2 separate regions of the Neogale vison genome follow, and region 2 is linked to region 1. The links are chromatin contacts, called in public Hi-C maps. All regions are on one chromosome and are shown on one strand. Each heading gives the region's core, a stretch centred on a gene start, on an enhancer-like site or on the middle of the called end of the contact. The rest is flanking DNA. Distances are from core to core; before and after follow the strand shown.

The links. Hi-C and Micro-C count contacts between places; a contact is called where the count stands out from the background.
Region 2: a contact with region 1 is called in a Hi-C map of fibroblasts, with 18 times the contacts expected there. The contact joins two enhancer-like sites. A contact is called at or near these places in 3 of 3 Hi-C or Micro-C datasets (fibroblasts, muscle and tongue).

The regions. Positions count from the first base shown.
Region 1 is chr7:117,386,930-117,389,533 of ASM_NN_V1, reverse strand. No RefSeq gene overlaps it. Among named protein-coding and RNA genes, the nearest start is that of ETS1, 300 kb to the left of the region's middle. Within about 2 kb of position 1,288, the one cell type or tissue checked has open chromatin away from gene starts, as enhancers often do. A contact at or near this core is called in fibroblasts, where this site is marked.
Region 2 is chr7:117,730,658-117,733,261 of ASM_NN_V1, reverse strand. No RefSeq gene overlaps it. Among named protein-coding and RNA genes, the nearest start is that of TRNAR-CCU, 13 kb to the left of the region's middle. Within about 2 kb of position 1,296, the one cell type or tissue checked has open chromatin away from gene starts, as enhancers often do. A contact at or near this core is called in fibroblasts, where this site is marked.

The DNA.
Region 1 (2,604 bases), core at 39-2,538:
TCCCATTTTATGGATGAGGAAATGAAGCCCTGAAGGAGCTCAGTGAACTATCTGAAACCAGAGTTAGACACCCCAAAAATAGAGCAGGTGCTAGAAGCCAGAAGTCTCCCAATACCCAGCCTGGTATTCTTTCTGCCTCCACACAAAGTCTGAGACACTACAAATTTCAGCAATAGCACTGAAAGTTCAGAGGATGGGCATCTCCAGTATCCAAGTAGACTGAACTGTCCCATGAGCTCACTGTGGGTGATACAGAGAACTTCGTCCTCTGGCAGCCTGCCCTGGAGGACACCTAGAGTAGCTGCTTCCTATGTGACTCGGGGTCTGTGTAAGAGGGAGGTGTCTGGGTTCTCTGTAGCCTGAGGGTGTGCGATAGATTCTCACGTGCACCGTGTGGTGTTACACAGGACGTGTCTCCTGCAGCCTGCTCCCAGCCCACTGGACACTGGTTGGGTTTCATGCTGAAGCGTCATGGTAGTACAGCCAGGAAAGGGAAGCTGGAGCCATTGGAAACAGGGCTGGGATCCTGAGAAGTCAGAGTACACAGCTCCCTACTGGGAAGCGCAGAGGATTGCTTCAAATACCCTTCAGAGGGACCGAAATTCCACCACTGAAGTTTTTTTTACTTCAGGTCTATAGGGGATTTTAGAATGGAATCTATAGAAAAATAAAAATGACTCTAAAAGTGGTAACTCCTCTCCTCACTAGGAATTGGAAGATTGAATAGAGATAAAAGTTGGAGGAGGAAAATGGAAAGAAGCCCCCAAACCTTGGCTGTCTCCATTCTCCTCCTTCTAGCATATTTGTGAACACACATACACACACACATGTACGCACACACACACTTCCCCTTGTGCTGTCTGGAAGACAAAGAGAGGTTGGCAAGTCCTCCTTCATCTGCCACCAACTGGCTGAAATAAATCTCTCATCCAGAGCTGCCTGCCCCCTGTCACCTTTGTGGGGGCATCAAGAGAACTAGCTCAGTGAGGATGTCCATAGCTTCTAGCCAACCTTCTGCTTTTATAAGAGTTCGTGAATCTGGCCTGCCCCAGTCCTCCTGGGCACCTGTAGGTGGGCAGCCCTCACATGTAGGCTAGTTCTGTGCTTTTAAAAAAGTATATTCTTGTCCCACACTCCCAGTCTCCAGGGACCCTCTAAGGCAGGAGAACCTCCCACTTGCTCACCACCCTGCCTCTGTGCTTCCCAGTCAGCAAGGGCAATTTTTCAGAAAACTATTTTTAGAAATAGTAACCTCAGAATAAACACAGCACACCAGATGCTGGTGTTTTTCTGGGGCAACTGAGCTGAGGATCATTTGTTTAAAGAGAAAGGTGAAACAGCCAACCTTGCAAAGGCAGTGGATTGCAGATTGCTGGGTTTTACTCCCCCTAGTGGCGTGATTTTAGAAGACATGACTCCCCCTTGACTCAGACCGGTAAGTCTTCATTGTGGGCAGAATTTTTATGTGAGCTTGATTTTACCTCTAGGTTTCTAGTTTGAAGAGCGAGGATGGATTGCACCTTAATCTGATTTATTTTTATATTTCTCTTTAGGGCTAAGAATACTAGGGCACTTTCTCTGACTATTTTCCTATGTCTAGAAGGATCGATTGTTAAAGACAACTTAATGTTGAAAATGAAGTTACAGTAAAACTGCTAGGTATTTTTGTTTAAACGAAACCTATTCCTTAAGCAGAATATGCATATAATAGAGGGAACTGATAAAGCCAATTCCACAGCATACACCTCTTTCCTAAGTAAGGGTCAGCGGTTCTGCTAGCTTCATAAAAGACAGGATGTAGAAGAACAAGTGAGATGGGGGTATTTATTAGCCCAATATTGTAAGAAAGCTCAACAAAACACTAACAAAAAAGCTCTCTGACCAGAAGACTTGAAAGACCAGAAACACATTACCTAAAGTCATCAAGGTTTAATCATATTTCTCACAATAATTTTTTTTTCTTGGTTAAATTGGTATAGCTTGCAAACAGACAAAAGAGAAACTAAATGAGTTTTGTAGATGTTCTCAATGCTCAGATATACAGCGCAGTGCTGTAAGAGTCTTCTGGCTGGGAGAAGGCTGTAAGTGGAAAGACCTTCACTGGCCTGAAGACCCTAATCCTCAGGTCAAAGATGGTCCCTCCATGTGGAAAGAACAGATGGACAATTCTCTAGTTACATTATAAATGACCGGGTTTCTCCTACAGCTTGGCTGTGGCTCACTAGTATCTGGGTGACAGAATAAAACCAGAATGACAGTGGCTGACAGGAGGGAAAACATATGCAGTAATTGATCAGTCAAATCATGCTCATATCTCAGCCCATTTTGAGTCACTTTCTGTAAATTATGGAACTGTATTCATTCATGCAACAGAAAGCATTCCATTCACAAAGAGTTGAGCTGAGCTGACAATTGATTCATTATGCGTTCTTTGCTGAAAGGCAGACTGGTTTTCCAGAGTAACAGCCTCTTCTTTGACTGTCCGTCTCTCTCTATTCATATTCACCATCTTTGCATATTTTTACTCATAACTTATTTAACTGCTAGCAACTACTGTTAGGGAGACCAGCAGATCCATCCCCCCATAGCCCGTGGGTTCCAAAT
Region 2 (2,604 bases), core at 47-2,546, 340 kb before region 1:
TTTCCTTAAAAAGGACTTTAAAGGAAAAAAAAAAAATCTAACCTTTTAATTTATAAAAAAGGAAGCAGAGTCCATCTACTTTTTCTTTTAAATAAACCAAGATACGGTTAATAGTTTACAGACGTTGGCTGGGGTTTTTCCTCTTTCATGTGTTTATGAAATGATTCTGCTCTTCACCTTTAAGAGCTTTCACACATCCCTCTGAGCTGAAGGCTATCTCATCAAGGGCAGTCATTACGACTTGCATCCTGGAGGATCCGGGAGCAGCAAACGCCGTTCCATGAGCAGCCCCACTTGGAAAAGCGCACCCCTCTGCGGGCCACTGAGGTGTGGTCCCGTGTGAGACAGCTGAGCAACGTCCAGGGTCACTGGGCAACCCCAAACATACACAGCCCAGCCAGAAGTGGCCTGGTGTGTTTCCCCGCCGAGGCAGGAGGCAGCTGGATTGTAACTTACTACAAACAGGTCACTTTCAGTGACTTGGCGCCCAGATGAGGCATTACAATGTCAAGCACACTCTTTCCTCATCACTGTCCCTATTTCTTCCCTGAGTGTTCAGCCAGGGTGGTCCCGATAAGAACTCTGTTGCCAACAGAGAGCTTTTTACATATAGCCTGCATGCGATGGTGGCTTCTGGACTCCCTGGGGGGTGCAGGAGGAATTGAGTCGGCTCCAGAATATTCTGGGGGCAGCCTCCCCTTTATTCTTCTTTCCCTTTCTGCCACCTTTCCTTTTCACTGTTCCCTTGTGGGTGGCTTTCCCTGTTAATCCCCTTCCCCTGTAGGTGATAAAGCCCCCCTACCCCCACCGCCCATAGCATTTTCCATCAGGATGAAGGACGACAGACCCTTCTGGGGGTCATTCTTTGCTGGACACTAGCAAAGGCTGTTACTCAATTAGCAAGAAGAGCGGAAATTTCTTTGGATCTCTGGGATGGGCCTGATGCTGAGCAGGCTGGCCTTGAAGATGGGGCTCGGTTCACAGCCTCCCCTGGGTCCTAGGGCATCTCCAGATCCCAGAAGGTCTCACTGTGGCTCACTAGCAGTACCAGTTGGTTTGGAGAGGTGGTGGACTGTGGAGGGTGTGGGGGCGGGGGGGGAGGGGAGGTTGGGGGATGGGGAGCTGGCAAACCCGAGGGCCTTGTTCCTGCCTTTTTTCTGTCGCATCTGCTGGAGTAGAGCCTTGGCAACCAACCCTACCCCCCTAACAACAATTCATGGCGTCTAATTGCTCTTTCCTTTTCATTTTATTTAGTAACTGGGTTCAGCCCAGGAAACTCTGGCTTCCAATCCTTGAGTGTTTTGACTCAGGGACCGTAAACTGTCTGATTTCTTGGACAAACACAATCTTGAGGAATTTCTCTCTTTATACAATGGCAGGCATCTGTGAATGTCAGCCACCCCACTCAGGCCTTGGCAGGCTTTTTTCCCCCTTCCTACAGACGTCAATCTCCTTAAAATAAATATTCCCTTTGGTTTTGGGGGCCCTTTCCTTTGGATTACTCACCTTTATCTCTGGGATTACAAAGCGGCTGGGAAGCAGAGATAGGGTTTACTGCGACTTTCACACAGAGCAGGAGAAACAGAGCACGCTGGGCGATCAACTCGCATTCTAGATTTCAGCAACTCTGGAATTCACCTTTGGCCTTGGAGATTCATCTGCTCCTTTGCCTTGGGGGGAGGGCATCTACCTGTACGCTTTCCTGTTTGGGGTGGCTACTCACCGTCTCCCTGGTCCAGCTTCCCCTCATTTGTGACACCCCTCCCCCCAACCACCTGAGTCATCTTTCTGAAACAAATCTGGTCACGTCTCTTCCCACCCCATCCCTCGCCTCCCCCATCACGGACACCCCGGAGGCCTCAGATAAAAACCCACTACTCAGTCAGGCAAACTGAGTCCCTCACCGTCTGGCTTTGCCTGCCTCTTTGTCTCCTTTCTCGTTACTTTCCCTGTGTACTCCATGGTGCAAGCCACATGAGGGGAGGCCTTCACCTTGGTGCTTGGACATGTGTGACCCCTTCTGCCTGGATACATTTCTCCTTCCTTGTTGGACTCATCCTCGTCCATTCTGACCACATGAGGTCATCCTCTACGAAGAGCACCCCCGCTTGCTCGTAGGGCCCCCTCTGCCATCCAGAGAGCTGAGTTTACAATGACTGCCATTATTATCCTTCCACTCAAATACACTGCTAATGGCTCTTAAGTCTTCTTTTCGTTTTCATCCTTCCTTGTCTTCCCTCTCCTCTTTATCTCTTTCTCCTCTTTTTAAAGAGTGGATAGTATTATTTTTGAAGTCCTTGCTGGGCCTTGTACGGTCCCTGGTGTTCTACCAAACCAAAGGTTCACGTGCTAACTTTGGTCTTATCAAATATCTGCAATGCCTGGACGCCGACTGGGCACCTTCTGCCGGCTGTCTCACCAAAGCAGCACACTACCCCGTGGGGTGCATGAGATTTTCTTATTTTCACATGACACAGACCGAGGCTCAGTGAGTTCTAATTGCCTTTGCGGGATGCCGGGGGAGGGGTGCTCAGCAGTTAAGCCTCCGCCTTCAGCTCAGGTATTAAGCCCTGTATTGGGTTCTCTGCTCAGCAAAAGCTTCCT